6 separate regions of the Mus musculus genome follow, and all the other regions are linked to region 1. The links are chromatin contacts, called in public HiChIP or PLAC-seq and promoter capture Hi-C maps. All regions are on one chromosome and are shown on one strand. Each heading gives the region's core, a stretch centred on a gene start, on an enhancer-like site or on the middle of the called end of the contact. The rest is flanking DNA. Distances are from core to core; before and after follow the strand shown.

Evidence for each region. Promoter capture Hi-C pulls out the DNA fragments that hold promoters and counts their contacts. HiChIP or PLAC-seq counts read pairs in DNA pulled down with a chosen protein or histone mark. Capture Hi-C pulls out chosen DNA fragments and counts their contacts.
Region 2: a promoter capture Hi-C map of liver shows a contact between it and region 1, with 2.2 times the contacts expected there. The contact joins the promoter of Tbc1d13 here to the promoter of Rpl12 in region 1. A contact is called at or near these places in 2 of 39 promoter capture datasets (liver and neutrophils) and 1 of 9 other capture datasets (liver).
Region 3: a promoter capture Hi-C map of pre-B cells shows a contact between it and region 1, with 2.3 times the contacts expected there. The contact joins the promoter of Dolpp1 here to the promoter of Rpl12 in region 1.
Region 4: a contact with region 1 is called in a promoter capture Hi-C map of pre-B cells, with 4 times the contacts expected there. The contact joins the promoter of Cntrl here to the promoter of Rpl12 in region 1. A contact is called at or near these places in 1 of 39 promoter capture datasets (pre-B cells) and 1 of 9 other capture datasets (liver).
Region 5: a contact with region 1 is called in an H3K27ac HiChIP or PLAC-seq map of bone marrow-derived dendritic cells, with 8 times the contacts expected there. The contact joins the promoter of Traf1 here to the promoter of Rpl12 in region 1. A contact is called at or near these places in 1 of 39 promoter capture datasets (pre-B cells), 1 of 115 datasets of contacts at active chromatin or transcription factors (bone marrow-derived dendritic cells) and 2 of 9 other capture datasets (adipose tissue and liver).
Region 6: a promoter capture Hi-C map of liver shows a contact between it and region 1, with 2.0 times the contacts expected there. The contact joins the promoter of Set here to the promoter of Rpl12 in region 1. A contact is called at or near these places in 1 of 39 promoter capture datasets (pre-B cells), 1 of 115 datasets of contacts at active chromatin or transcription factors (embryonic stem cells) and 1 of 9 other capture datasets (liver).

What each region holds. Positions count from the first base shown.
Region 1 is chr2:32,960,171-32,963,214 of GRCm38.p6, reverse strand. Rpl12 (ribosomal protein L12) reads right to left here and starts at 1,503. Exons shown (of 7, transcript NM_009076.3): 1 at 1,376-1,503; 2 at 1,093-1,166; 3 at 543-641; 4 at 149-230. The coding sequence starts at 1,412. Lrsam1 (leucine rich repeat and sterile alpha motif containing 1) reads left to right here and starts at 1,574. Exons shown (of 26, transcript NM_199302.3): 1 at 1,574-1,653; 2 at 1,960-2,171.
Region 2 is chr2:30,132,242-30,135,311 of GRCm38.p6, reverse strand. Tbc1d13 (TBC1 domain family, member 13) reads right to left here and starts at 1,566. Exons shown (of 12, transcript NM_146252.3): 1 at 1,400-1,566; 2 at 442-515. The coding sequence starts at 1,422.
Region 3 is chr2:30,390,542-30,393,754 of GRCm38.p6, reverse strand. It overlaps Dolpp1 (dolichyl pyrophosphate phosphatase 1), which reads right to left and starts at 1,501. Exons shown (of 8, transcript NM_020329.4): 1 at 1,243-1,501. The coding sequence starts at 1,318.
Region 4 is chr2:35,107,717-35,110,781 of GRCm38.p6, reverse strand. It overlaps Cntrl (centriolin), which reads right to left and starts at 1,286. Exons shown (of 44, transcript NM_001379274.1): 1 at 1,153-1,286.
Region 5 is chr2:34,959,672-34,963,043 of GRCm38.p6, reverse strand. Traf1 (TNF receptor-associated factor 1) reads left to right here and starts at 1,272. Exons shown (of 10, transcript NM_001326601.1): 1 at 1,272-1,520. Gm52552 (a long non-coding RNA gene) reads right to left here. Exons shown (of 3, transcript XR_003954034.1): 2 at 1,572-1,674. Gm46733 (a long non-coding RNA gene) reads right to left here and starts at 341. Exons shown (of 2, transcript XR_001783275.1): 1 at 1-341.
Region 6 is chr2:30,065,030-30,068,022 of GRCm38.p6, reverse strand. Set (SET nuclear oncogene) reads right to left here and starts at 1,549. Exons shown (of 8, transcript NM_001204875.1): 1 at 1,130-1,549. The coding sequence starts at 1,202.

The sequences.
Region 1 (3,044 bases), core at 254-2,753:
TGAGGCACTGTTTCATTTCTGCACCCAGGAAAGGGAACAGACAACAGACGCCTACTGTGATCTCATTCCACCCCTAGGTCCCAAGAAAGGGGTCGACACAGCTGAGTAGCACACTGCAGCGGAAACCCAGGGAGTGGGGCCGACTCACTGTTCTTCTGCTTCTTCCTGTCTCTCGGTGGCTCCTTGAGGGCTTTGATGATCAGGGCTGAGGCAGAAGGCACCACCTCGATCTGCAAAGAGACTTGATGTGAACACAGCCCAGAAAACCAACCACCACCAGACACGCTAAAGGGCCCCGAAAAAACAGCTCGGCTAGCTAAGGTGCTTCCTGCTGGCCTCACCTCCAGAGTTGAATCCCTAGCATGGCGGACTCCTGCACCCTGGCACCTACTACTGACTTACAGTGAACCCTGTCGTATAGCCCTCCCACAAGGATAAAATCCGATTCACCGGGACAGGGAAATCTTTGCCAAGACCCATGATTCCTGAGGGCTGCTATCTCAACCCTTCCCTCAACCCCCCACAGCAAGCAATGTAAATACCTGGGCCTGTCTGTTCTGGATGGTCAGTTTCACTGTAATTCTGAGACCCTTCCAGTCACCGGTAGCCTTGGCAATGTCATCGCCAACTTTCTTCGGAGACTGTAGAAATAATAGCATTCGTTACCATGTGCCCAAAGTTGAAGCCAGGACCTTCAAGCTCACCGCCAGCCCTCCTCACCGTCCCACAGGAGCCTGCCCACAATGGCTCCACATCCTTCTTCACTAAGACAACTCTGCAGTAAGGGCTAACAAAGCAAAACACTTTCTGCTGCAATGGGGAACCCTCGGAGCTTTAAACACTAGGTTCCCGTGCGTTACCCACGGAGGCTAGTGGATTTAAGCAAGTCCAATGGCTGCCTCAACCGGGCTGTGGCACGAGCCTCCGTGCACGTGTTATCTCAGTTTTCCTTTGCGTCCCAAGTCCCAGCACCCACATCCCGGCCTGCACCAGGGACATGGTGGCCTCTTCTGCCCTCCACGGGGACAGAACACATCTACAGGCCAAACAGCATGCACGTTAGAGGTCTACGGCTCGGGAGCGACGACTTACCAGACCCAGAGGACCGATCTTCGGGGCCAAGGCGGATGTGGCGCCGACCTCGCCTCCGGTGCACCTCAGGTACACTGAAGAAAAAGCAAAATCAGAACCTCTGCGGCGCAGGCCGCCCTGCGCGCTGCCGTCGGGCTTCAGATGTCCCGGGCCAGGCCTTACCCTAAGGCGCACGGGCCGCCAGAGCGTCGGGCTCCCTCCCCTCTTACACACGTGGCAGCCAAGGCCCAAGGGAGACCCGCCAGGCCCCGGGACAGCACCCGGGCGCGGCGAGGGCACGCACCGACTTTGACCTCGTTGGGGTCGAACTTGGGCGGCATGGTGGAGGCGGCTGGTGTCGGATGAACCCGGATTCGGGACGACCGAAGAAAGTTGCACCGTTGCCTCCTCCGAGCCGAAAGCCGAAAAGACGGATCCTGCTCCGCCCACGCCGGATATAGGCGGAAAAGCTCAGCTCTCGCGAGAACCGCTGGCCCCACCCAGTCTCTGGGCGACACCCTGGTCGCCCTGTTTCTTATGGGCAGGCGTCTGCGGCAGAGGACTGCAGAGCTTGGTCTGTGGGTGAGCTCGGGATTCGGAAGGGGTAAATGTTCGGAGCACCTTGCCTGGGCAACAGAGTAGGGCTGCACCAGAGGTCCTGGTTCCTGGTCCACGTTCCCTTCTCTTGACGGTGACTCTGGAGCCCCTGGGACCCAGCCCAGGGCCCCGCCCCTCCCCTAAGGGATCTGCACCTGACTTGAGCGACCCTAGTACCAGTGCCACCCTAGTACCCTCCTAACCTGTTTGCGGTATGTGCATGTTAGTTACAGAAACAAACTATTCGAGTCTAATCACGAGTCTTTAATTCTGCAATTCCTTGGTTTCTAGAATCTCGAGACTTTGTCATCCTGAGTTGCGTGTCTTTCTGAAATTTAAAGTTTCGGTGCTCACTTCTATGTTTGAAGGAGACCGGACACCAGCTCAGCTTTTGGGGGCCAATGGTTTGTATCTGTGGCCAAGTCTTCGGAGTGACTGGCCTACCTTGAGGTCCACCCAAGAATCGGAACATCGGTGGAGGACCTCCCCATCCACAGAGCCAGGTTAGCCGCTGGCCAGCCCTGCCAGGGAAGGATGGGTGTGGTTCTTCCCAGCCAAGCTGGACCATCAGGAAAGTTCAAACCAGAACTGAACGAGCCCTGCTGAGAACGGTGAGGGAGGGGGAATTGGCAGAGATAGTCATTGAAGAAGGTATTTGGAAATGTAGATCTGGAGGATGGGGGCGAGGGAGGCTAGTCATTAGTGAGCCATCTGTAAGGGATTTAAGTCGTGGCCATCAGATAGGGATGGAGGGAGCTGTCTCTCAGGAGTGCTGCAATTGAGTGCGGAGAGTCCTGAGCAGGCCCTGCAGGCCCAGCAACCTCCTCTGACAGCCCACGCCCACAAATGGAGACCTGAAATCCCTCAGGACCACATGTGTCCTCTACTGCAAGGCTCCTCCAGCCCTCTTCTCCTTAGCAACTGTAATAGTACCTGAGTGCATTTGTCATGTGTGTGGTACCCTGTGGCAGAGTCTATGGCATAGACCTGACATACATGAAGTCACTGACCCCACAGAGGCCAGCATTGGCAACATTGCTCCATATTACAAATGAGGAAACCGGCTCCGACCAGTGACACAAAGTGACACAGCTAATGTCTTAGGTGTCAGAGCCCATGCCGTGAGTTACACACTTCCTCCAAATGATTATGTCCTTCCTATTGCTGGCCCTTAGACAGCACTGGAAGTTGCAGCCAGCTATGGGCAGCCAGCTACTGAATTCAGGACACAATGATTAACTTGGCTAAACTGGGAGGTCCAAGGAGCCGTGCAAGCGGCACAGGATCAGGACTTGAAAGGCAAGTGTCCCAGCCTGGTGTTTCTACAACCCAGGTCATATCACCAGATGAATGACCTTACTCAGCATCGGATTCTC
Region 2 (3,070 bases), core at 317-2,816, 2.8 Mb after region 1:
TTAAATTCTTTCTTTGAAAAGTTACTAGGCAGTACCACAGGAGCTCTACAAACATCTTGGGATGTTTTTACAGACGGGGTAAAAATCCAGCTATTGCTGTGCTGGAACATTAACCATGTGGGGGGCAAAGTCAAATGTGGTGGAAGTTCAATTCCTTAAAATTGGTGCTCTACGGCTTGAGTTTTAACACTAACCAAAGGTCACTCTCAGCTCTGATCCACAGCCAAGTAGAGAACCCGGGAACCACCCTGCAACTTCCTTAACTCAAGAAACGAGCTGAGAAATGCTGAGAGGCCTTCCCTAGGCACAAAGGGTTACCACCGGTGCAGTCTTCAGGCCACTTCAAGGGATTTGGGGGATCACCCCCCCCCCCCAGCTAAGGGCCAGCTTTCTGCCGGCAGGCAGGTTTCCAGGGAAACCCTGAGTAAAAGTGCATCTTACCACTAAAACTGAGTTCTCGAAGCTTTTCCAACACAATGGAGGGCTCCTTCAGGACATCCTGGAAATCTGCAATCCTTCAAGGGCAGAAAAGGAAACGCCAAGGTAACAGGCTTAATGACCACTCTTGCAGCCAGCCCAAAGATCTTTCACTCCCAACGGTCTCCAACTACCAGCTTAGGGAAGTGGACAATACAAGTTTCTTCCTCTAAGATCTGCCATGTCAACGAAAAGCCATGAGAGGTATTCTAATCCAAAGGGTTTGAAGTGAGAACTTAACATTAAGCACTGTCCACTGTTAGCGAGCTGGCATTTCCTGGGCACTTGCTGCGGCCAAGCCCAGCCCACAGCACACCACTACCCGAATTCACACAACCAAGCTTCCTGCAACCAGGAGTAATTGGATCCACAGACAACAGACTTGTACAATCTCCCCATGGCTCCCGAAGCTCTTGGCTGGGTAAAGGGGAGGGGGCACAGACTTCTCGGGCCTGCCCTCAGGCAAAGACAAAAGACTAAAAATTAGTCCTGGAGTGACCAGAATTTAGCGGGCGTTGCAAGATGTGCCTGGGGTGGGGGTAGGAGGTGGATTTAAGAGGCCAGATTGGAGAACCTGGATCCCCTGGTGTTTCTCATGAGCATGGAGCACAGGGACAGGGGCATTTGGGGGCGGGGGAAGGTGCGAATCCTAGAGCGAGGAAGCGGGGAGGGTAATAGGGGGCTGGACAAGGGAGACACTAGGGAAAGGGGTCCCGAGTGAGAGAGAAAGAAAGGTGACACTGAGGTAAGAGAAGCATCTCTGCTTCTCGCCTCTGCCACACAGGCAATGAGACCGTAAGGGGGCTCGCCGCCGGGGGAGGGGGCTGTTCTTGGCCGCACATGCGCTGAGCAGCTCTCTCTGTGCGAAGGCCCGGCCTGGACGGAGCGGTCTGGGTGCAGTCTTGACCTCAGGTCTCCTTACCGGCTCTTGTGCAGACTCGACATGGTGTTGACTTCCGGACTCCCGAGCTGCTTCTGCAGCCCCAGCTGCCGCCACCGCCACCGCCCCCCTCCCTCCGGGGACACGGGGCGCTGGGCAAAAGCCTCCGGCAGGAAGCAGAACTTGGAGCGTGCGCGTTCCGCGGGGGCGGGGCCGCGCTGGGTCCGCCCAAGGGTCACGTGACGGGGACTTCTTTAAGGCTAGGCAAACCGTCAGTTGAGCGTCAGGACGGCGTGACTGTCAGTGATCCCGCTGGCTATGAGTCTCCCGCCCTCAGTTTCTGATTACTGAATACACTTGTCTATCTCTCTCACTCCCTGTCATTAACTGCGGTACAGTTGTTTGGTTGATTGAACTAGTTGTTTGAACTAGACTTAGTCTCCGGTGTGGTCTCATTCAATGTCGAGTCCTTCCTTATGGAAATGACCCTGTTGCTCAGTAAATACCTCTCGGAGGAGCCGGAGGAGTACAGCTCAAGGTTTCCTTGACTTTGGAAGTTCATAAACTAGAATTCTGGCAAGCCTGGCGGTGGTAGCTCACGCCTTTAATCCCAGCTAGAAGCAGGAGGATCTTTGAACTGACCTACAGAGTTCCAGGACAGGAAGAGCCACACAGAGAAACTCTGTCTTGAAACTCCTCCCCTCCCCCGCACTCCCATCCCCAAGTAGAATTTCTGTAATTGCACAATTTTAAAGCAATAGAAAATGAAAAACAGGAGCTAAGGGTGTAACTCAGTTGGTAAACTCAGTTGTGAGTGTGAACTTAAAAGAGCAACTATGAAAATCATTGGCTAGCATGCACGAAACCAGGTTTCAGGTTCAGCACTCCTTGTAGCTGGATTTGGGGAAACATGCCAGTAATGCCAGCATTTGAGAGGTGGAAGCAGGAAGATCAGAAGTTGAAGGTTCAAGAAGTTCACTCTGCTAGAAGTGAATTCGCTGTTGATGCTCCAGGGAATAAAGCACTCACGTGAGCGTGAGCTCTGGCGTTTGGATCCACAGAATTCATGAAAGAGCTGCCAAGAGGGGCGGGAATGTGCAAGGTTTAGACGGCAAACAGACTCGCTGGACTACCTTCAGTGAATAAAGGGGAGAGCCATCAAGGAAAGCAAATGGCCTTTAGGTCAGGGCCCCTATACACACGTTATTGCTACACATATTTGCACACACAGGCACACAATTTCTTCTGTAAATTATGTGTATGGGTGCTTTGCCTGCATGTATGTCTGTGCACCACTTACCTGCCTGGAGGTCAGAAGAGTGTTGGATTCCTGTGGAACTGGAGTTGTAGATAGTTGTGAGCTGGGAAATGAACTAGACCCTCAGAAAGAGTAACTAGAGCTCTTAACTTCTGAACTATTTCTTCAGTACCCCTCCCACACACACACAATGTTTTTTTTAATTTAAAAAAGAGAGCTGGGGGCTGGAGAGATGGTTCAGTGGTTACGAGCACTACTGCTCTTCCAAAGGTACTGAGTTCAATTCCCAGCAACCACATGGTGTCTCACAACCATCTGTAATGAGATCTGATGCCTTCTTCTGGTCTATCTGAAGACAGCTACAGTGTACTCATATACATAAAATAACTAATTAAATCTTAAAAAAAAAAAAAGCCCAACGTGGTGGCACAGGCCTTTAATCCCAGAACTCGGGA
Region 3 (3,213 bases), core at 252-2,751, 2.6 Mb after region 1:
CTGTTTTCCCTCCTCAGGGGCAGAGACTTTCCATAGAACAAGAGTGCAGGGACTTCATCATTCCAAACCCCGAGCTGGCCCAGGGCCTTGCACCCGGGAGATGCTATGCTAAGGGAATGCAGAATGAATGGATGGATGGGTGGTTGGGTAATGAACAGGCACTTTGATAGGGCCCATCCCTGGACTGCCACACCTTAAGTATAACCCAGAACACCCAGAGGCAAAGTTCTCCTGGCCTGTGGCCCTGTGTTCTCAGCAGACCCAAGTTCTCAGGCCCTCTACCCAAGAGGACAGGCCCTTCCTGGACAACCAGAGGCCAGCAAGGGGGCCCCGGCTGCTCAGCAACAAACATTTATCCAGGGAGGGTGCTGGCAAGCTAGAGAGATAAACTACAGGTATTTACTGGGTGTCCACTGTGGGCCAGGCTCTGTGCCCAGCACCTCTTAGGCCTGTGGTCATTTGAGTCACACACCATTACAGAAAGGAGACACTGTACTTGGAGCCACTTAAGATGAAGTGACTGGAGGGGTGGTGCCTACCCTGGAGCCCGGAAACGTCTCACCCCAAGGCCTAAGCTCCGCTCCGCTCCACTCTATGGAGCCGAGCCGGAACTTCAGAACCATGGCTAATGGACCTTCCCACCAGAGAGGCGGGCACTCCCAGAGGCGTGTCAGATGGAAGCTCTTACAAGTCAGGCTCCCAGGGGCTGCATGCCCCCTTGGCGGCTGGCCTCTGCCGCGCTGCTCAGGGCGTGGCGCCGCAAATTCTCCCAAACCTGGCCTGGGTTTGCACACTCCCTGCAACTGGGAGCTTTCTCCAGTGAGCAGCCCGCAGCGTAGTGAAGGAAACTGTCACTCCCTGCACAGCCGAGCAGGAGTGCGGCCTCTCTGGCTCGGGGGAGGGCGGGGCACAAGGGACAAAGTCCAGGCCCAGATCCTCGCCCGCCCTATCCAGACCCTCCCCCGGCCCAGGACAGCCCACCAGCACCCCGGGACCCCGGAGAGCGACTCGGCCGCGCAGCCGCAGAGCACACGAGCGAGCCGCTCGCAATTTCTCCCTGCTCATCGCCGCCTCACTGCGCCTGCGCGGCGCGCGCGCCGGCCGAGCCCCTCCAAGGCTCGCTGTTTGACAGTTCCCACCGCGGTTCCAAGGCGCCCCGAAGGCGGTCCGCGCGGCCCGGAACGCCCGGGGCTGTGGCGGCAGCTCGAGGAGAACGTCCTCGGAGCCGGGGCAGGCTCTTACCTGCAGGGTATTCGACGTGGGTGAGGGTCACTGGCCGCCATGAAGCGGGGAGCGAGCACTGTCCGTCCGCTGCCATCTTACCCGGAGACCGGGCTTCGCAGAGCAGCCAATGGGGAGCAAGGGGGGCGGTGGTCCTGACCTATCACGCCGGGGAGACGCCACGCACCCAATCCGAGGCCGATTGCAGGTAGTGGCGCAGCCATTCAGTGTGCAGGTCGTGAGGCTGGCCCGTGCGGCGAATCAGAGAGCGGGGACTCGCGCAGCTTTGCCAGTGTCCAATCCCGTGCGAGTTCAGGTAGTTGACTAACCAATCAAGAGAATGGAGCACTCGCAGCGCAGGACAGAGCGCAGAACAGCCAATCAAAAGGTAAGCTTAGCTCGGCGTGTGGGAAGGGCGAGCCAATCAGGCGCTATCTCGGGGGGCGTGTTGTACTTTGGTGGGAGCTTTGGTTAGGCTGGCACCTGCGCCCAGAGTTAAAGCTCCTGAGAACCCAGAGCGCAGTGGAGGAGCAGCCTCAGCACCACCGGGTCTCAACCGACCCATTTGGAAAACAAAAATGTGTTCCTCACTATGAAGGCTAGGCTTGCCCCAGCATCATTCTGCCTCGTCCTCCAGGTTCTGGCTTCCTGTCCATAAATGTAAACTGAAGTCAAAGACCTAGTGCAGTTTTTTATTGCCCTTTACTGACAGACAAGAGGTGCAGTTCCGCAAAGGAACTTTTCTGTTAAAAAAAAATTATTGGTCCTCACTTCTGGGATGTAGCACATATTGTAGATATCTTAGATGGGATGCTATACGTTTCAATTACGCCGTAGCGTAGTGAGGCCACTTGGGACCATTTTCAGTATAATCCAGATGTTCCATCTACCCTTCTCTGTTTCCCCATTCTTGAAGAAACATTCTTGAAGAAACAGCCACACCTCCCACCCACGTCCCCTTTCTGAACCAACTCTCTCCAGACAGACCTACTTACTGTCTAGGCCAGATTCCAATTCCTCAAATTTCTCTGCAAGGAATGGGCACACACACTCCTGCCCCATTTGCCTGGCCCAGGCTGACTTGTCAGTTCATAGCTTCAGGTTCTGAAAATTAAGAGAAGGGCCTCCACAGAAGCAGGGGGATCTCTGTGAGTTGGAAGCCAGTCTGGGCTACCTCAGAAAGGGGGTGGGGGAGTTCCAGTGGTCTCCCACAATTGCACCTCCTTTGCCTACCTCATCTCTGGCTACACTTGACTGTAATTATTTCCTTGTCTGCCTCTGCCAGTATGCAACGGTTCTCTGACCTCTGACTAAGGCCCAGAGCATGTACAGTAAAAAAATAAAAATAAAAGCAGGTTCCGGGTCTGCCTTAGACCTGGGGGTACCCAGTAGGTCTAGGTTGGAGCCTTGGCCCTCCATATTCTATGTTCTGAGGTCACTAGCTACAGTGGCTTAGTCTGGCAGCCCGTGGAAGCCAGAATTGTAGGTTACTCTAAGTAGGCTGGGGACTCAGAATCCCCCAGTGGTGTTCAGCTTGTCTTCCGTCTCCCTACCCAGCCTGAACTTATCCAGCTGGGCCCACCTCCTAGTCACCTGCCCTTAGCTCTCTCTCTCAGGCAAAGTCATTATTAGCCTTTGAAAGAAAGAGGTGTGAGACGTGGTCATGAGCTTCCTAGAATAGTTCTCTGAGAGAGAGGGCACCCATGGAAGGTCAGGCTGCCTTGCCCTTCTTCAGAGTCCCAGAAACACAGAGAGAGCATCCCTAAGGAAGTGACAAGATGAAGAACTGAAAATGTGTGGGAGTTATTGGGGCGAGTCTCCAGCAGGAAGAAAAGCTGGACTTCTTGTGGGGGAGGTGGGTGGGGCTGAGCCACTGAGTCTCTGAGGGAATAGCTGGTGCTGAGGGTACAGAAAGCTCTGAGGGTAAGTAAATAATGAAGGAATCTTTTTCCCCCCGAGGCAGGGTCTCAGTGTGTAAACTTGACTGGCCTG
Region 4 (3,065 bases), core at 37-2,536, 2.1 Mb before region 1:
ATCAGACCATCTTCAAATAAGACAAATGCTCATCTGCAACCAACGAAGCTGTCCTTGCAGATTCTATTTCTGTCCATAAGTGCTGTCCATTCTCAGAACCCTGATTCACTGAGAGGGTCAGCCTATGAGATAGTGTGTGTTTCTACATGCAGACTTCACAGGAGCTATGGCAACTCAGGGAGGGAAGCAGGGGTGTGGAACCATCACTTAATCTTTCAGTGATCCAGGTTTCTGGAACCCACTGAATACTTCCCTAATTCTATAGGAATCATTACTTAGAAGTAATAATTTACTAATCAGGGGAAGTAACATAGGACCTCATAATAATTTAATGAGGATTTGATAAGAATAATTCTAGATGGTTTATAATTTCAGATTTTTTAAGAGAAGACTATGATGTAGGATACAAAATAATTGAATTGTCTAGTGATATAGAATGCACTGCAACCAGAGACATGGGAGCCAAATAAACCCTTTCCTCCCGGAGTTGCTTTCTGTCACAATGTCTTACCACAGCAATGGAAACCTTAACTAAGACATCTAGGAAGTGGTTAAGGGACATGCCCAGAGCCCCAGTGAGATGGCTCGGTGGGTAAGGGCATTTTCTGTGCTAATTTGACGTTCTAAGTTCTGTATCTGTAGCCCACGGAAAAGTGGAGAAAACCCGACTCCACAAAGTTGTCCTTTGCCCTCCATATGCGCATCACGATATGTGTCCCGTGTCCGTCCCCCCACCCCCATCATCCACACATGCTTCAAAAAGGAAAAAAGGAACAAGCTCAGAGTCACAGAACTGAGGTTAAACAGCAGAGCCCTCAGGACCGCCAGCCCATCTCCATCGCAGTTATCCCGCAGACGGTGACACACCCCGGCACTCTTCCCTCTCTGCGGGAACCTCATCCTTCTAAGCGCCGCACCCCAACTTTGCGACTCAGCAGCGCCCCGACCTAGGCTGTGCACGCCTCTCCTCCCCTGCCCTCCCTCCCCTGCCCACGCCGGCCCCGGCCCTCCTCCTTCCCGTCCAATCCCCTTTCCAAGCACACTCCCCCGCCCCGAATGCGTCCGGAGCCGGCACACCTCACGCTGGACCAGGGCTTTCCGGCCTTTGCCGCCCGCCACCCAGGCTCGGTCCGGACGCCGAAGTACACTCACCGCCTCAGCACGGGAAGGAACGGCCTAGCGGGAGGGGCGAGGCGGAGACGCCGGGATACTTCCCCTCAGGAGACCGACAGCACAGCAGCCATTTTGTTGTGTTGTGCCGGTTGCCGAGAGGGCCAGCTTGGTGTGGGCGGGGCTTGTTATCGCCACGCCCCCGACACGGACTAGTGGACGGGACGGGGCGGAGGCGCTTCCCGCCACCCTTGCCGCCTCTGCGCGCGCTCAATTTGGGGGTGCGAAGCTTCCGGGTATGAACCTGGCGGGCTGTGGTCAGCCCTCTGGGCGCCGAGTCTGTGAGGAGAGATTTTTTCCACTGAAGCAATGGGGGAAGGCTTACGTTCCTCTCCCTAAGGCAACAACCGGAGGAACCAGTATGGAGATGTTCACAGCATTCGATCTTGGGATGATGGAAGGCAGGCCTTGAGCTCTCCCGTGTCTCGATGCACACTATCCTTTACGCGACTATTTTGGAGGCAAATTGTCATACTTGGAAACTGATCGAGCCGGACGTGGCTGCACCTCAAGACTGCTTGGGCTCCAGTGACCATTCACTTGAGCTATATGATCCTAGGATTCACAGTCCAAGAGTGCCCCTTATGTTAGTACAAAAGAACTAAAGCAAGCATTTACAGAGACTTGAGCAGATCATGCCCCAAAGAGCAGCCTTCTACTGTATTTCCTAATTGTCTGCACCATGTGCTTGCGGAGGCCAGAAGAGGGCATCAGATCCCACATAACTGCAGGTACAGACCTTTGTGAGCTGCCATTTGGGTAGAGGAATCGAACCTGGGGCCTCTGGAAGAGCAGTTATATGCTCTTAAGCACTGAGCCATCTCTGCACCCTCTCCATCATCTTTCTTAACTACCTTGTTCTCCAGTCAGGCATTAACGTTTCCTTTCTTTACCACAAACTTCCTGGCTCATTTTTCTAACACTTTTACAAATTTCCTTTCTGCCTCAATTTCTACTCTCATGTAACATATAATCGTCCCCATTTCCAGCAGTTAACCTTAATGATTTGAAAGAACTTAGAACAGTAGCTGATAAGTCTAATTTTTATCATTAAGCAAGACTTCTTAGAAGTCAACTTTCATCTTAACTCTGAAAGAAGAGTTTAACCAAGGGCAGGTGTTTGCTTGGCAAAGAGAACAGCTTGTACAAACCCCAGGAAGGATTGGGAAAGTTGGCAATGAGCTGGACATTAAGTAATTCAGGGCGGTTTGAAGAAAACATAAGTAATGCACAAATGCAGTTCAGTATGAATTATGCAAACGTCTGGTGTGGTGACGCTAAATATGAAGGGGAACCTTTTAAGCAGCATGAAGCCTGTTTGTAGAAGCTGAGGTCGTTTGACCTAATGGGAAGTTCTGATCATTTCCAGCAGGAGGCACTATTGGATCTGGTGGGCATGGTCCTCTCTTTCTCCGCAACTTTGCAGCACAATTTTTGGCTGTTGGAAAGCAAACTCTATGCAAAGATCTATTTAACCTTGAAAGGACTTTGGACCTATTTTCAGACAAAGTTCAGATGTTAGGTATTAGTTCAGTGTACATTGGTGAGATTCTGGTCTTTGGTACTTGTCTTTCAGCCAGAGACTTGGATTAATTGCACAAACTCATGATTGTTTTCCCTAATCTGTAATGGCATTCAGATGAGTTCCATCGTCAGATTACACTGTGCCAGAGTCAATTCATCAGTCCAGTCAGTAGTCATCAAAAAGTACACACAAAATCCAGGGGTCTCTCTCGGAACACTCATTTTTCTCTGCTTTCATGTTGCCCTATTTTCCTCCTTTATAGAGATATAGTAACTAACCTTCTCTGGGTCTAGCATGGTGGAAATCTTGGTTGTACCTCCAGCCTCAGATACTTGCCATGATTATTAATAGTCCATCTTAGCACACTGGA
Region 5 (3,372 bases), core at 23-2,522, 2.0 Mb before region 1:
CAGACTGCCTGCTCTTTTTTCTTTACCCTAGGGCAGAGAGGAAAGAGGGGTGGTCCCAGAAAGGTGAGACCAGAGAGGGGATCTTACAACGTCCACACTTGAGAAATGTCACTTCACCAATTGCACTTGAGAATCGGCGACTTTTATGTGCAAGAGGTAGATCAGCCATTAAAGCTAGGGTCACAACCAAAAACTAAGAAAGAACCAGTGACTTTTAATGTCAGAGACACAGGGAGCTCGTAGACTCCGTTACTGTTAGAATTCAAAGGCCCACAGCGGGCTGAGTGGCATATGCCTGTGATCCTAGCACTTGAGAAACTGAGGCAGGAGGCTTACCAATTCTAAGCCAGCCTAGACTACATAGCAAGACCCTGTCTCAAAAAATAAAATAAAATAAAATAAAATAAAATAAAATAAAAGCAGATGAATGGAAGATCCTTAGAGGTCACCTCTGACCATGCTTGCACAAATCACAGAGGTTGTATTTCGTGTTCCTGAGACACAACACTTGCCTTCAGGCAGACATCCCCTTTCCAAGTCAAGCCCCAGAAGTCTTTATTCCACCAGCCACCCAGATGCAGTATCACCTGCCTGCTAGAAACCTGAAGCCAACAGCAGACCTGCTATGGGAGGGAGACATACACACCTCCCTCATCCAAACAAAAGCCCAACCAAGTAGGTCCTGTGCTTGGGAAGCTGAGGCAGGAGCATGGCTTACAGTTTGGAGTCTTCAGGGCTACACGGGAAGACCTTGTCTCAAAACAAACAAATCAATCAGTTAGAAATCAAGTAAGGAGCCCAAGCCAAATTAACCAGATAAAGAAACACTGACCATCTGACCAGGAGCCAGCGGACATCTGCGGACAGACGGCACCCTTGTGAGATTGCTGGTTTGCAAAAATTACACCAGTTGGTTGGTTGGTTTTTTAATCTTTTAAACTAAACTTATATCCTGACACTAAGTTCCCTAACTCTTTGGAGTAAGAGTGAGTGAGTGTGTGTGTGTGTGTGTGTGTGTGTGTGTGTGTATCAAATGCTGCGTGTGTTTAGCTTAAAAAGCACAACCACTTCCCTGCTTCACCCAGTTTCTTTAGCGCCCAATGCCAAGAGCACTGCACTATCACACTGCCATCTGCATTGTTCACAGAGATTGGCAGAGTTTACCGGGTGCTGGGCTCTTAACAAGAATCCACTGTGGTAAAGCTTGCTGTTTTTCCACTCTTGCCTTGCGGCACTTCAGGCTGGAGCTCAATGTTGTTTGTGTGTGTGCTGAGTATCTCAGGAGTGCAGCCACTGATGGAATGCTAGGAGTCAGCTAGCACCAGGACCCCAACAGAAGCACTCCAGTTCTGTTTCCTTGAGGGAGGAGCGATCAGCCCGCCCCCCGGCCAGCCTCCGAAGCCAGCCCAGCTCAGTCCCACCCGCCTGCCCAGCCCAGCTTCCCTTGGCTTCCGCCAGCCCAGCCCGGTTCTCTGCCCCAAGGACGCTACCGCCCGGTGCGAGCAGAAGGCGGCGCACAGGTTGGTTGCCCGTCCCCCGCGGGTCCCCAGGGTCCCCAAGTGCGACCATACTCAGCCTCTCTCCCTTCCTGAGCGGTGCTCTGGTCCTTAAGCTGTCACTTCGGTTCTGCCCTCAGCTCTGAGCTCGTTCTGATGTGGCAGGGGACATCACCTGCTGAAGGAAAGGGGGCAGGTAGGCAGGAATTCATAGGTAGGCGACTAGACAGCATGTCCAGGCTAAAGGCAGCATGTAGGCCATGGGATCCCAATCTGGACACTGTCACCGAGATGTTCCAAAGTGTGGGGTGTGGCCCAGGTGGGTCCCCAAAGACTAGAAGGAGGATGAGACGCCTCTGTTCAGCAGATAGATTGTCCATTCTGGGAGCCATGGAGATGAGACTAAGGAAGATGGAGGTGAGAAGGCGGTGAAAGAGACCTGTAAAAAGCCACCGCAGTGTAAAAAATAACTCTGAAGGGTGTGAAGGAAAGTGCTGTCATAGAAAGGAAGGCTAGAAGTCCACTGGCCTGCTTCTGATGGGACTGAAATTAGGGCAGGCCCGGAGCATTTGACAGTGTGTGGGCTTATGACAGGGCTGAGTAGATTCCCTGGAGTTTCAGCAGCTGTGCTGACAATCTTCTTTAAACTTTGTATTGCAGTGTGAGAAGAGAGAGTGGATATGGGAGAAGAATTTGGGATAATTGCCAAGCTCATTTTAAAGCACAGGTCTGGTCTCAGTCCTTCCTGCCTCTCTAGCTTTAAGGTCTTGAGCAAGTCACTCAATTTATCTGTGCCTTGGACCCCTGGGCTATAGAGTAGGGGAGGGTCTCCAAAGACTGGAGGGAAATATTGACAAAATGTTTGTTAAAGTACTTAAAACGAGGCTGGAACTGTGGCTTGGTTAGCAAGCACTTGTACGCAGCCTTGGGTCTGATCCCAGTACTGAGAAAAACAAACCACTTTACAGGTAGCACCAGAGCAGCAGTGCCTGTTGTCTTAGCCCACAGCCGTGTGGGAGTATTCTAATGCTGGTAGCAGGAGCTGGGAGATGAGCTGGAGTGGGGGGGGGGGGGCGCCCGTCTAGGACAAGAGAAAAGGATCCAGAAGGTTGGGTGCTTCCCTTGTGTCCCAGTCGGAAAAGGAAAGGACATGTGGGGTGCAGGGGGTTGCTGGTCAGGCTGAGGACGGAGTTAAGGGAATGCCTTTCTGAGAGCAGGCAAGGAGATGAGAGATCATTAGCTGAGCAGGCTGGGGAGGATTCAGTTGGAAGTCTGTAGGATGGAGTAACCTCTTGGCCACTAGATGTCCTGGTGTCACCCCAGGCTTGGTAGACCATTGACTCTATCTAGAGACATAACAGAGTCTAACTTGACCTGACCACCTGGGAGAATCAAGGAAGCTGATAGATGCCAAAACACTGTGTAAGTGTCATTTGCCATTTTAAATCTCTCATTGTGAGAAACAAGAAGGGTGTGACCATCACCTGAATAAATTATCGAAGCTTTTGGAGCAGGTCACTTCAGTCAAGGCCCCTGCCACACCTTTGCCTACTGTGCCAGCTAGCTATAATGGTCAACTTGGCATGACCTGGGAAGGGAGTCTCAATGAGAGATTGTCTACATTGGGTTGGCCTGTGGGCACAAAGTGGGAGATTGTCATAATTGAGTTAATTGATGTGGGAACATCCAGCCCACTGTGGATGGCACCATTCCCTAGGCAGGGGGTTGTAAATTGTGTAAGAGTGGAGAAACTAAGCTGCGTGCAAAGGAGCAAGTATCCATGCATTTGTTTCCCTCTGTCCCTAACTGTGGATGTGATTTGACTAGCTGTTTAGAGTCTTACCTTGACTCCCCAACACACCCCATCAATGATGGA
Region 6 (2,993 bases), core at 300-2,799, 2.9 Mb after region 1:
TCATTGGCCTTCATTATTAAAGGTGAATGAGAGGCTTCACCTCATTCAAGAATTTTTCATGTTTATTACTAATATTATACAATTGTAAGAGAAAGGGTGCCAGTGCCAGCTGCCACTTAGTGTGGAAACTAGTCCATGGCCATAAAACAAATTAGGATACTATCAACTGTTATAACTGCTTTAAAAAAATTTAAAGTGCTCTCAATTTGTTATGATTATCAATATACACCGACAAAGACCAGTTAGTCACCAAACTTCCCGGAGTCGTCTTCTCAGACTTAGAATGTAAACCTGACCTTACTCCTTCAACCCATTCTTGATGAGATTGGTCATCATATACGGCCGTGCAGTATTTCAGGACACTTCGTGGGAAAACCCTACTCAAAAACTTGGAGCCATAAAAAGGAGAGGGGGTGTGCTCCTATTTCGTGCCCTTTTGTCCGAGGGTTGTGAAGGCTTTTACAAAGCCAAGTGGGCGTGAAGGGGCCCGATCGCGCGTCTCATTTCCGGTAACCAGCCCGGGCTCTGCAGCTGTCCTGGGCTCGAAACGACCCTCCAGGCGAGGGCTAGGCGTCCTAAAGGCCCCTGAAGCCCCTGCATCATACGGCCTCGGGGCCAGATTCCTCGCACCCCCGGCGCGCCCGAGTGTGGCTGCCCCACGTGGGGTGCGCAACCCGCGCAGCCTGGAGCATCCTCCCGCCGGCTCCGCGCCCCTACCCCGCCCCAAACCCCGGTTCCCGGTTCCGCGGTAGCGCCGGCTCAGGGCGGGAAGCAGGGCGGCACTAGAGGCCCGGCCGCAAGGCTGCGTCCGGCCGCACCATGTGGCGGCGGTGGCGGCTGATGGGAGCGAGGCATCATGGCGGAGCACAATAAAGAGAGGCTTCTCGGGAGGGAGGGAGGGGGAGGAGAGCGCGGGCGGGGGGAAGGGGGGGTCTCCGCCCGCCGCGCAGGCCGCAGCGCCCCCGCCTCGGCCGCACCGCTCACCGCCACGGCGCCACCCCGGCCCCCCGGTCCCGGGCCGCACACAAAAAAGGCGCCGGCTCTCCGGCCCCCGCGCGCCCCCCGCAGCCCCGCGGTCCGGGCCGAAAGATGGCGGCGCGGCCGGGCCCCCGCCGCGCCCGGTCCTCACCTGAGGTCTCGTCGGCCCCGTCGTGATTGGAGTTGAGCTCCTTTTTACTGGCTTTGGCCGTCGGCGCAGACATGGTGCCCTCCGCGATCGGGGCGGGGAGCGGGGAGGGGGAGCGAAGGGACGGCCAAGGGGGCGGCCAGCGGCTTCCCCTCACGCCACACGCGCGGCGCCCGCTCGCTCCGGCCGCCTCCTCCCGGCGCTCACTTGCCTGCCCTCCCCCTGGCTGCCTGGCACTGCCCGCGGGGCCTGACGCGGAGGCAGGCCCGGGCGCGTTGTGGCGAGCCCCCGGCCGGGGCTCTCGCTGAAGGCGGGGAGGCGGCGGCGGCTCGGCTGGGCTCCTCGACTCGCGCCCCGCGCTCCGGCTCGCTTCTGGATTGCCCTGAGCCGCCTCCTCCTCCTCCTCCACCTCCTCCACCACCACCTCCTCCTCTTCCCGGCGAGGGGCAGGCCGCAGAGCGCAGGCGCGCCGGGCCTGCGCAAGTCCCGCCCCCGGCCGGAGAGGCTCGCGCCGTACAGCGATTGGCCGCGGCCGCGGGGCAGGGGGCGGGGCCGTGGCGGGTGGCGGCGGCGGCGGTGGGGACACTGGGGCCTGGACGAGAGGCGGGAGGAAGCGGCTCAGCGACGCATGGTCCTGCCCCCGCGCGGTGCTCCCCTCCCCCGCTCTCCCCTTCTCCAGCCGACCCGGGACATTTGCGCGCCGCGCGGTGACTTGAGAGGCGGGGCCTCCGTTCCCCAATACTCCATCACGTGGTGGCTCAGTGGCTTCCCTTAGCGGGGCGGCTGGGGGCTCTGGAGAGGGGGCGCGCGCAGCCCCTCAAAAGTACAGGCCTTAGGAGTACCCTGGCTACAATCAGGCGCCTGAGTTCTGCACCCGGGCACCTTCATTTTTTTCTAGATGGAGAAGCTGGGGACTCAAACTCTAGGCTGCTGTGCAGAGCCACACGCAAGCAGTTCCTCTATCCAGTTTACACGCGGGACCGGGTTTATGCATGGGCCAATTCAAGCCTCTGCCCTCGGTTCTGAATTTTTAAAAATCTGTTACATATTCACACTCAAAAGAACCACAGGAAAGTTCTCTGACTGTAGGAAGGACCTTTCTGCCACAGGTCCTTCTGCTCAACTTCGTACAGGTGTCCTGATCTCAGTGGTGAGGGAAGCACATTTTTGGTGATGACAAATGGGGAAATGTTTAAAAGTCAAAGGCTAAAACAGTAAAACAAACAAACAAACAAACAAAAACAGCTTTAGATTATTAAAAAGTCCTTAAGCACTATGTCGGAGGGATTTAATGGTTAAACACTGTTTTTCAGGACTTGAAAAGATAGTTCTCTGTCTACCTGGATCCCAACACGTGGTCCTGGAAATCCAGAAAGCTCTCTACCTGGTTCCTCTACCACTAGAGCTTGAACTATCCATACTCTCAGTATTCCCGTTTTATTATCAGCTCTTATACATAAAGCAATGTGGCTTTAAGTCAAGTCATTCATGGTGGGTAGACAATAAATGTAAAATACATCATATATATATATATATATATATATATATATATATATATATATATATATATATATATATACAGTCCATGGTGAGAGAATACAAATGTGCTCCTCCAAGTTTCCATCTCAACTCCAGGAAATTCAGCTAGGCCTTCCTGGTGGTGCACCTTATGCTCAAGTCGGTGAATTAATTGCACTCATCTGTTGCAATTGGTAAGCTTAAATCTGGCGACAACCTCTAAGGACCTCTAACCCACACAGCTCCCAAGCCTAGAGACCTCCAACACAGGCAACTGTGGACAGGCTTCTTAAAGAGGGAACGGTCTGACAAAAAGGAGAGCTATAAACTGTGACTAACATTTGCTAAA